Regions from separate parts of the Mus musculus genome. Here region 1 is linked to region 2. The links are chromatin contacts, called in public Hi-C maps. All regions are on one chromosome and are shown on one strand. Each heading gives the region's core, a stretch centred on a gene start, on an enhancer-like site or on the middle of the called end of the contact. The rest is flanking DNA. Distances are from core to core; before and after follow the strand shown.

Evidence for each region. A called contact is a pair of places that touch in the nucleus more often than the background predicts.
Region 1: a Hi-C map of liver shows a contact between it and region 2, with 5 times the contacts expected there. The contact joins the enhancer-like site here to the promoter of Serpina12 in region 2. A contact is called at or near these places in 12 of 39 promoter capture datasets (3T3-L1-derived adipocytes, the HPC-7 cell line, cranial neural crest and 8 more) and 2 of 484 Hi-C or Micro-C datasets (liver and nephron progenitors).

Annotation. Positions count from the first base shown.
Region 1 is chr12:104,105,440-104,111,356 of GRCm38.p6, forward strand. Serpina5 (serine (or cysteine) peptidase inhibitor, clade A, member 5) reads left to right here. Exons shown (of 5, transcript NM_172953.3): 5 at 1-698. Among named protein-coding and RNA genes, the nearest start is that of Serpina3a, 4.3 kb to the right of the region's middle. Within about 2 kb of position 3,277, at least 10 of the 459 cell types and tissues checked have an H3K27ac peak or open chromatin away from gene starts, as enhancers often do. A contact at or near this core is called in liver, where this site is marked.
Region 2 is chr12:104,041,989-104,047,353 of GRCm38.p6, forward strand. It overlaps Serpina12 (serine (or cysteine) peptidase inhibitor, clade A (alpha-1 antiproteinase, antitrypsin), member 12), which reads right to left and starts at 2,455. Exons shown (of 5, transcript NM_026535.2): 1 at 2,275-2,455.

The DNA of each region.
Region 1 (5,917 bases), core at 2,027-4,526, 64 kb after region 2:
TTTCATAGAGTAGATTGACTAGTAAGGTGTTGTAAGTGATAAGATCAATATCCCTATGGCTGCTTCCTTGATCACAGTTTCAAGATGTGTTCTTGCTCTCATCCTTCATCATTGACACTGACCCTAAAGAGGTCACTAGATTTCTCCAAGGTCCTACCATCTTATATGTGACATAGTTGTGTCCAGACTCCAGGCCTCTCCTGCTCAGTCTAGCTCTACAAAGTTCTGTAAAAGACTGGTCCGCATATATAAAGGTCACCAGGAAGCACAGTCATAAACCTGGTCCCCCACCTATCAGCACCAACTCTCAGTTCATCAGGGTTGAGAAAGGACACTGGATTGAGCTTCTGAAATGCCACTGGTAGCTCTGTAACATGGGAATGGAAATGTCCCTCTCTGGGCCTGTGTTTCTTTGTGTGTCCAGTGAAGGAACAGAACTAGAAGCCCATTCAGCAACCTGTGAGATTCTTACACAGGGGTTGGCTTCTCTATGTTAGCCAGGGGTGCTGTAAGAACTCAGGTTAGTAGCATACTTGAGTAATCAGGGTCAAAGTGTCTCACCACAAACAAAGGTATCAAATCACAAGCCTGGCTGGCTGAGGTGGTGTGATAGAGGTCTGTGGTAAACAGCAGAACTTAGGGTGCAGACTGACTTATTGATTTCCACCTTGGCAATGGCAATAAAGCATTTTGTAAGGACTGGTTCTCACTGTCTTTATGGAGATAGCCCTGGGGGATAGTGACACTTACTATGTTCCAAATTTGGTGCTAGGTACTTCTTCCATCAGAGAACCTCATTTAAAGTTATCACGGGACTAGTCAGCAATTTGTGGCTCAGGTGATTCCAGGGACAGTCAATTTGACAACCATATTATCAAATAGTTTAGCTATCACAGAAGGTCAAAACCTTAAATAAAAAAGGAAGGTTTGTTTTAATGTGTGTGTGTGTGTGTGTGTGTGTGTGTATGTCTGTGTGTGTGTGTATGTGTGTGTTTGTGTTTGTGTGTGTATGTTTGTGTGTTTATGAGTCTGAAGAAGCCAGAAAGGGGCATAAGATTTCTGGGAGTTGAGGTTTCAGGAAGGTGTGAGCCAATGTCTTAGTTTTTTGGTCCTCTGGAAGAACAGGGAGTGCTCTTTAGTCCCCTAGTAAGCCATTGGTCCAGCTCCTTAGTTCCAGGACAGCAAGGGCTATACAGAGAATCCCTGTCTCAACAACAAACAAACAAACAAACAAAAAACCAAAATCCAAAAAACACCCCCCCCAAAAAAGGCCTTAAAAAGACTGCCCCCTACAGTAGTAAGAACTTGTATGTGCTAGTCTGTGCTGGGCATTTTTCATTTGCAAATGCATTTAATCCTCCCTACCCAGCAAGATCCCTCACTGCCCCTGCTTTACATTAAGAAATAGTCAGTGGCAGTGAAGGCCCAGACTCTGAAGCCTGGCATCTATGTGCTGGCTCACAGCAATGCAGGTGTCTGAGGGCTGATCCAGACATCTTGTGTGTGACCATACCAAATGAGTGGCTGTCCATAATCTGGCATTCTCATGGGGTCATCCCACCCCCTCATTCCTTTCTCTTGCATAATGTCTAGACTTGCTTGGAAAATTGACTCTCTCCTTGTTTGCCCAGTCTGTGTAAGTTCACAGAAGAGTTCTATCTAAGGGTCATGTATGAGACCAAGGTCCAGTGCTCCTAAATTTCACTCAACAAACAGACACATAGCAGTCACTGTGCATTATAGCCTAGTCATGGGGAGCCAGTGCATGGGAGCTCTATTGTGTACCACAAATCAGTGTTGTCTTAGAATTTCTTAGAACCCTTTGACCTTAGTGGTTACATGATCCTGGGATGTTGAAATTAGCATCTCAGTAAGACAATGTGAAGGTTTTGCCAAAAGCAGCACAGATCTGACATTGAAGAAGAATTGATGCTTCACTGGAGGGCAAATGTTGAACAGATAGGGTACTTCCAGACATAGGGTCCAGCTGGAAGTGAGCATGAAACAGGGTGTGGAGAAAGAAGACAATAGCCTGGCTGGGCCCACCATGGGGAAACATGAAGGAAAACACAGAAAAAGGAAGTGGTGGTCATGGCCCCTTGGGTACAAGAGCCTTGGATGCTTGACCAGAGTTATTCTAATGTTTCTCAAATAACTAATACTATTGTGTGATTATACCTTTGGCCTCTTCCTGTCCTTTATTACCAGTCTGCACATCAGTTGAGATGTCCACTTTGTCCTCTAGGGAGCACTCACCTTTCTTCTCTAAGGTTCCATCTATCTCTCACCCACTGGGGAAGTGTTGTTCTGTAGGGCTGCAGTACATACAATAGTTGCTCCCCAGAGACACTCCTAGGACAGTCATGATACCTACAGTTGTGCCCATAGACACCTGTATATGTATACTGTTTCCCCACATACCTGCAAATACATAAATAGAAATAAATGAAACAAATATGTAAATAAACAATCATACAGCTTCCTTGCTGAAAGCCAGGAATTAGGAGATTGATGACCAGGGACCTAAAGCTCTCCCTTGAGATTTGGATACACATGGTTCTTACTGTACTTAACAGAAAGAGCTATGCAATCAACTCAGGCCGCCACTGTAGGATCCCACAACCCAACCATCCCTGTGGTGTTATCCTTCCCTCTCAGTGTCCTCTATATCTCTCATAACCCTCACCATTCTCAGTCCCAGGGAGGCTCTGGTTCTTTGAAATTGTTCCATTCCTCATTCCAAAATGTGTCTCACTGTAGAAATGTGCCTAGCAGACTCTATAGCTACTAACTGAGTACATCATGGTGCAACTGTGCAGGCCACACACCAAACACACGAGAATCCTCTGTGCTTCAGCCCACACTGACATCTCAAGCTCTGCAGGTCTAGACACCCACCACACATCAATGCTGAGCTCTCTCTGCCAGTTACTGATCTGACCACGTTCAGGGTCTTGCGTGAACTATGAACCTTGAGCAGTGGGTATATTTTAACTTGAGCACGTGCCTTGACTTCTGAAGTGTGTTTTGTAGGGTCTCAGATTAGAAACTGAGACTGTGTGCCATTTGAGATAAGAGATGTATTAGAAGAGTTATTAATACCATAGACTCAGCATGGTGGGGGCTCTGAAGAAAGTTCAGTTTCATGGGACAATGTGAGTGTCTGCTCTTACAGGTTTCAACAATGATAGGGAGATCTCAGGTCATGGGGTTGATGAGTAGCCATGCAGCCTGATTGTCTGTGGTTCCCTAGACAGGAGGGAGAGGTGTCTCAGGTCAGCCCTTTAGTTAATGTGTATCCAGTATAGCAGATGTGTTGCCTGCAGTTCTTGATTGCTGGGTGCCTGGTGAACTTCCTTTGGGGACGAGAGGATTTCAGACTCAAAAGCAGACTTTCTAGGTCAGTAGTGAGAATCACAGGTTAGTTATGAGAATCAGGAGAGAAACATTCCATCGCAGGTTAGCACCATTGGAATGACCCATAGTCCAAACCTGAGCTCTTTGTTTCTGACAATTCCATCTGTAGGGAGCAGGGATGGGTAAGAAGCACCAGATGGGATGGTCAGTGAGCACATAGATTTCCCTGCAGAGAGGAGTGTCCATCACAGAACCACAGTAGCAGTGGTTGTTGTGCTGGTGGTGGTATAGGCTTGGATGAGTCAGAAGAGAGCTGGAGCCAGGAGTTAGGAGCCATTAGGCAGCCTGCTATGTGAAACCCAGCCAAATGTTAAGAGTTCCTTGCCCATTAGTGATTGTATCCAACCAAATTGGAGACAGAACCATCTCTGCAGTACCTGGTCCAATACAGAGCTGCTAACAGTGTAGTTAATGAGAGGGCTGAGGCCTCATGGACCTACTACCTTGAATATGATAGTCTTCTCTGATCTTGGAAGCTAAGCAGGGTTGGGCCTGGTTAGTATTTGCATGGCAGAATAGTCAGGGTTGTAAAGAGACTTTTCTACAACCCCCCAACTGAGGAGGTTGTTTTCCTTCCCTCCAATCAAATTGGAACCCCTGGCTCTACAGGGGCATCTCTACTCTAGGGAGTGCTGGGGAGGGCAACAACTGCAGAGGGTAGGGACAAACCACTTGAACATCAGAGTTATTTCAGTCCACTAGGAAGCCAACAGAGGGCTTCTAATGGGCCAGTGATCTCAAAAGTCACTCTTTGGGATATTCTGGGATAAGTATGAAAGGATAGGGTCAGCTCAGAAGTCATAGACATGGGGCATATGAGCATCCAAGAGACTGTACGAGATAGGACTGGAAAGGAGTGAGGTGCTCTGCTCACAGAGAGAGCAATCCTGCTCCATGCAGAGTTGAGGGCATGGGGATGACATAGTCCAGGTGGGTAGCCTGAAATGAGCAAGCATATGGCAGGGAACATCTCCCCTTCCCCTCAGGTTGGGTCATCAGGCTTTTCAGGGACAGGTCTTCTCTCTACCATGCTGGAATTGTGAACATACAGGGAATGAAAGGACTCCATCTTGGGAGTTCAGGGAGATTTGGGTGGGGGTGTCGAGATGGATGCTGAGACAGATGCTGAGACAGATGTTCATATGGATGCTAATAGAGATGGCCATGTTGAGAATGAGATCTTGATTTTTCCAGAATAGGGTAGAGCTGGGTCAGTGAGACAGGAGTCAGGGAAGCACCCTCATAGAAGTAGAGGAAGGTGGAGGGCATAGGAATTTCATGGAGGGGAAACTGGGAGGGAAGAGAATATTTGAAATGTAAATAAATAAAATAATCAATAAAAGTTTTAAAAAGACTAAAACTATAAAAGAGAGATTTATTCAAAGAAGAATTAATATCTTAATTAGCATAATAATCAGCAGGAGCACTGAGGTACTGAGGAGAGGTTATGGCAGAGTAGTGGTCACTTCTCATAGCTTCCTCAGGAAGTAGTGTGACAACTGATTCGACTGGTTTCTTTTTGTCATTGTTAGGAATTAGTGAGTTAAAAAAAATACTGTTGTGGGCAAGAAACTTATCACTTGTGAGCAGCTATTAGTGGGGTTTTGGTAGGATAGGGGGAGCATGAACATATAGAAATAAAATGTTTTAGTTCTGGAGTCCAGATTATTTTAGGTTCTAGAATTGTCAGAGGTGAACCACAATGGAGGTGCTTTAGAGTGGTATGGCCCTGGCTAACAGGTGCTCAGAGTCAGGTGTTTTAGGGACAGAGATGGAACCAGCAGGAGGGACAGTGAGGGATTCTGAAGGATGCACAGAAGTCCCCACTATTAAAATCTCAGTGCAAAGCTCTAGTCTCAGATGCTGCTGAGATAGGAGCTGCAAGATCCAGGTAGTAAAGGTTATTGCTAAATGGCAGCATGCTCAGGCTCCACCCCTAAAGTTAGAACTCTATGGTGTCATTGAAGAGATACATGCTTGATTCACAGCCTGTCCTATCAGCCACTGCAGGTTAGACTTCCTGAAGGGCTGCCTCAGGACTAGAATCAGGTGACCCCAGCTGTTGGCTCTTCTGCTCTTAGTCTTGTTACTGTGTCCTCATGATCAGTTTGATTATGGATCAGCAAGGATCAAAGCTGTGTTGGTAAAGAAGATGGACACCAGCCAGATGTTCTGGGTCTAATCTGGATTGACTCAGGACTAACTGACCTGTGGCCTTGTGAGCTTACCACAGTAGACAATCAACAGCTGTCTCTTGATGGAGCTCACCTCAGGAGCCCACCTTAGAAGATCACCACAGGAGCCCAGCTCAGGAGCTTACCTCAGGAGCCCAGTTAAGGAGCCTAGCTCAGAAGCCAGCTCAGGATCCCACCTTAGGAGCTCAGCTCAGGAGCCCAGCTCAGGAGCTCACCTCAGGAGCTACAAGTGAGAATGCAACAGGGTCTAGCCATGAAGAACAAAGCAACTATAATAGTCATTGAGGCCTGAGAGAAAAACGAGC
Region 2 (5,365 bases), core at 1,205-3,704:
GACAAGGCCATGAGTGGACCACACCTTCCACCTCTATAAGCCTGTGACACTGCCACTGTGATTTCTAACGCTCACTTCAGGCCTGCCCTTCCCTGGCCAGGCCCGCCTTTGGCTTTTTACTCCGAAACAGCCCACAGTAATCCCATGCTTCCACCTATTTCCACAGCCCCCAAACTGACCCAAATTTGTCAGATGGGTGAGATACTGAAGTAGGCTATTTTTTTTTCTGGCAATTAAAATAGTAGAGCAACTGGTTATTTCCCAATAAATTGATGGGTCAGATCTTTTGAATTGAGTAAGAGTTTATTGGGTTGCAGGCTGGAATGTGTATATGGCTCTCTCTGTGTCTCTGTGCATATGAGTGTGTATTTGCTCCTAACACAAATCACGTGTATAAAAATAAAACCACGAAAAAGAAGGTCGATGCCAAAGGCTGTGGGGCACACAAGAGACAGCGCTGTGATTCCCTGGTCCTTTGCCTCCCACATTATTTGGGAAAACAGTTCTTTCTTCCTATGAATACTTTCACCTCTTATTTACCCCCTAGCAGCATGGAGAAGCCACTGGAACAAGTTACACTGCTAGCATCAAGCCTGCATGCGGTCAGTCCTTGCGGAAGGGACTATCCTTCCACAGTGACACATGGAGACCTTGTCTAATTAAGTGTGTGTGTGTGTGTGTGTGTGTGTGTGTGTGCCCATGTATGAATATAAATGAATGTATAACCCTTCTTTTGGCATTCTGGTGGGTTCAGTTCCTGTTTATAAGATGATATGGTGCTGACCCACAACCTCCGTACATCCTCTATGCATTTCAAATCATCACCACACTGCAGATAGTCACTATACAATGAAGACTCTCTGGCAATCATCATCACACTGGTAAGCTTGCACAATACAAGGATAGAAAAAGAATTCTGCATATTCACTTCCTGTGTAAATGTTGTCTGCAAACATTTGCTGACCCAGAGAAGGTCATGTCTGTGGGTATGGTGCCTGTGGGGACAGGGACCAACTATGGTACTGGTGGGGTTGCACAATGCTTCTCTGGTTAATAGCAGTTGGCTAGAGAAGTCAGTAATAACCAGAATACATGGAGTAAAGACAATCTATTCTCTGGGCAGAGATTTAGACTCATTCACTTTGGAAGAGGAGGTCCCACGTCCACCTCTCTCCTAACAGTGCCACCTCTTTCCTCCTTGACAAAGCCACTGGCCATCTAGCCCTTCTCCAGCCAGTGAGACCAATGCATATGGCTGCTTCTGACGAGTTTCCACCCATGCTGTCTTGAGCTTTAAGCAACCACAGAGCTCGCCGTCCTGTGGGGGACATCCCAGGTTGGCTGCCTACATCAAGCACCTTTCTTTCCATACCCAAAGGACCCTGTGCTCTCTGGGGCCTCAGCTTCCCTCAGATCCTTCCTGGAGTTTGTCAGGATGCAACACTTGGATCTGTCTAGAGCTCTCTGGAGCTGAGAGATTCCAAAGACCCTTCCCAGAGATGTAACAAAGTACTTCAAGAGAGGAGCCAAGACATCCTGGATACACTTTAGGACTCACCTGTTTTAAGGGACTGATGATGTTTTAAGATAAAATTATCTAGAGGCAATGAACATGACATTATTTTTCAAAGCAAGTTGAGAACTAAATGGAAAGACATCTGCCCCACAAGAGAACTCTAACGCTCATTTCTTGGAGAACAGAGGCCGGAATGGCTTTCCTTATTAATTTGTCCTGCAGAATTTCCTTTGCATTCTTTTCAAACATAGTTTTTAAGTGCTGAATGTAATATCAACAACACTCAGGAGGCCAAGAGAGAAGGGTAGCCTGGGCTATATATTAAAACCTTGAGAGAGAGAGAGAGAGAGAGAGAGAGAGAGAGAGAGAGAGAGAGAGAGTTTTCCCCCATGAACTTGTAAGTTGATAGATACTTCCTGGCTCAGCAGCTCAACTGGAAGGAAGCAAACAGCCACAGAGGCCAACTGCGGCAAGCAGAGGGCAGCGAGGACGGCCTTGCTTCTGAAGAGCTCCCTTCTCTCCCTTTCCCCACCCTGTGCAGTTTTCTTCTAAAAATTTCTCAGAAGTAAGTATCCATGGAAACGAACCGAGCCCCCACTGTACCTGCCCGGCACACCCCCAGGGGCTGCTCTTACACACATTAGAAATCCTCCACATTTCTAGAGAGTACAGTGCCCTTCAGCCTTTTATCCTGGAGTTGTCCTCGTGAGCTATAGACTAGAAACTCTACATCTTTCCAGAAGGGGTTGCATACTCACAGTGGGTCCAGGCGCCATCCACAGGGCCAAACGGGCCTGCCTGGTTTGTTTTATTATTTATACCTCCAGGGCCTCCTGAAGAGGCAGAGTGTGGCCAATTGAAGCTGCTGGAGTCAGTCAATGGGCTTCCAGGAGCCGTGGCCACACCACTTCCCCTGAAGGATCCTCCTCATCTCCCACCTCTGGAGCCTAACCACAGCAAGGAGATATGTGCAGACCACGCCCCCTGGGCGGGAGCTACCTCAACGCAGGCCACTCATACCTTTTGCAACTTTCTTTCTATTTTTTTTTTTTTAAGTTTCTCAATCACTGTCTGGAGATTGGGAGAGTCAACAGGGGGACCCGCCTTTGATGATATTGAAATGTCAACCCCTCAGTCACCTTTGTCCTCCATTTTAAGGGATGAGAGCGTTCGGGTAGAGGGTCATTCCTTCACCTTATCTTTGCCTTCACTCTTTTGTTTGTTTGTTTGTTTGTTTGTTTTTTGTTTTTGTTTTTTCAAGATAGGGTTTCTCTGTGTAGCCCTGGCTGTCCTCGAACTCACTTTGTAGACCAGGCTGGCCTCGAACTCAGAAATCCGCCTGCCTCTGCCTCCCAAGTGCTGGGATTAAAGGCATGCGACACCACCGCCCGACGCCTTCACTCTTTATTTAGCTATGCTTCATGTTAGTCATCAGCTCTGACCTCTGACCCGTGACGATCCTTTAGAGGAGTGGTCTGAGAATGGATGAGCAGATAAACAGACCCGTCCATCGTTCCTGTTGGAGTGACGAACCAAAGACCTCAATGGCTGATCTTGACTGTCAAGTCGATGGGATGTAGACTCACCATGGAAACAGATCTGTGCAGGGCATTGCTTTAGATTCATTCAGGTGAGAAGATCCACCCTAAGTGTGGACCATAAGCCTTTAGTGGACTGAGGTCCTAGACTGAAGGAAAGGAGAGACTGAACGAGGCTCCAGTGTTCATCTTCCCGTTTCCATGGAAGCAGCTGCCTCCCGTTGTTGTGGCTGCTCTTTCACCATGGATGGGACCCTCAGACTGTGAGCCAGAATAAACACTTCCTTCCTTAAGCTGTTCTTGTCAGGTTCCCTGTCACAGCAATGAGACAAAGTCTAACAGGAAAGTCTAACAGTCTATCAGTCTATCAGTCTAACTGATGTGCCAGTGTTTGGAGTCACTTCAGAAAGTGACTTTGTGTTTCTGTCACATATTTGATGACATGATGCTTGGGCTTTGTTCCTCTTTGGTTTTTCTGCATTTCCCAGATTACATATTCCTTGGGAGTTAAATTATAGATGTTTAAAAATAAAATAATAAAATTCTTCTTCCTACTGTTTTCACTTCCAGAGTCAGACGAGATGATGTCGGCACCTTCCAAAACCAGTGGTCCTGGTTAGGAAAAGCAGTAGCCCCACAGGTCAATTTTCAATTCTACTAATGAGCTACGGTGTACAGCAGACTCATTGGATATTCCTTTCCCCAAAAGTGATGATTCCCAGTAGCTTCTGTGACCCTGGAAGATGTGACTCTCATCTCCATGCGAGCAGGCGGCAATCCAAGAGAATGTTTATCCAGAAATTGTTTAGCTGTGAACTGTTGTGGTCATGACCCCAATCATTGAGGCTGTGGGTAACAGGGAACTTGGGACTCGGAGCCCTCAGCAGGAAGAGCCCTGAGCCAGCCAAGCCCCCGCCCCCAGAGACTAGGCCTGCCTGGGGACACGTATGCTGGAATCAGAAGCAACATACAGTCTGCACATGCTGAAGTTGGGCTCCATAGACAACAGCCCGTGGCCAGCGCTGGTGGTCTCACCTTGGCAGGGGCTGCAGAGGTGGAGACTGAGAGCGACTGAGTCAGGTGCTGACCCAGAATCTGCAACTATACCATGGCTTTGGGAGGCAAGAACCCTGCCCATTAATGACAGGGTGAGGCCTGTGTGAGTCCCATGGCCACACCTGCCCGACTCTTCCAGACACTCTCTGTGCTCCAGGCCAAACTCCCACAGGAGACATACAGGGAGAGTCTTGGGTCAGAAGCCTAAACCACTAAGGTTTAGGCTGCACGGAGAATGGCTAAAGTCAGGCAGTTCTCAGAGGCCTCAGCAGAGGCAAGAGACCATTAGGAGACCAGGAGGCTGCTGCCAAACACATATACAGTATGGCCCAAGGTTTGGACCAGGTGACCATCGGGGGCTAGAAAGATGCAAATAATTGTCTGTCTGGGGTCATTGCTATAAACCGATGGCTTAGAAGCACTGGCCTCACAGGACTGTTTTGTGCAGGGGCAGAGGGGTCACAAAGAATCCCAGGCTCTCTCCCCTCCTCCTTGGCTTTCCTAGGTAGACCCCACAAAGGCTCTCAGAACATTTAACATTCCAGTCCTGGATTCAAAGCTCTGATCCTGGGGAGTGTATAGGAGAACAAAAGGGCACTTAGTGGGGTTGGGAAGAAACTCCAAGAGGGTAAAGGAGATGACTAATCTCCTGAGCCTATCTGGAGAGTTGAGGCTTGCTTCAAAGATGGGGCATTCTTTAGCTGGGTTCTGAAGGATGAATAGGAGTTCTCCAGGTGAAAACTTGGGTGCCAGAATAGCTCATGAGAAGTCTTGCAGCCCACAGGAAAGTGAGAGCATGATCAAGGGATTACAGACATTGGAAACACATCTTTGACCTTCTGCTTTCTCAGTTGTACACAGTCGTCTCTAGAGCATCCTTCTCTACCTCTGTCTCTACAGGACCCTTCAGGGTGGAATCACCAGCTTGTCCTAGCCTGGCATATCTGCCACACAGGCAGAGGCCTCACTCTGATCTGGGCATGTGCTGCCCTTAGTGCTTTAGACAAAACATCCCTCGGGAGAGCTGGACTGAGCAAGCAAGGAAGAAAGCTCAAAAGTCTCCAGAGAGCCATGATGCACACACACGCAGGGTGGAGATCTTTCCTCCCTGTAAGGGAGTTCCCTCTGATGCCCCCAGAGGCATCTAGGACATCATTAAAAATCCCATGGCGGGAGTAGACGGCAGAGATGGCCAAGTGTTTGCTGGGCAAGCTCCAGAACCTGATTTCAAGCCCTAAAACTCATGTTTTGTTTT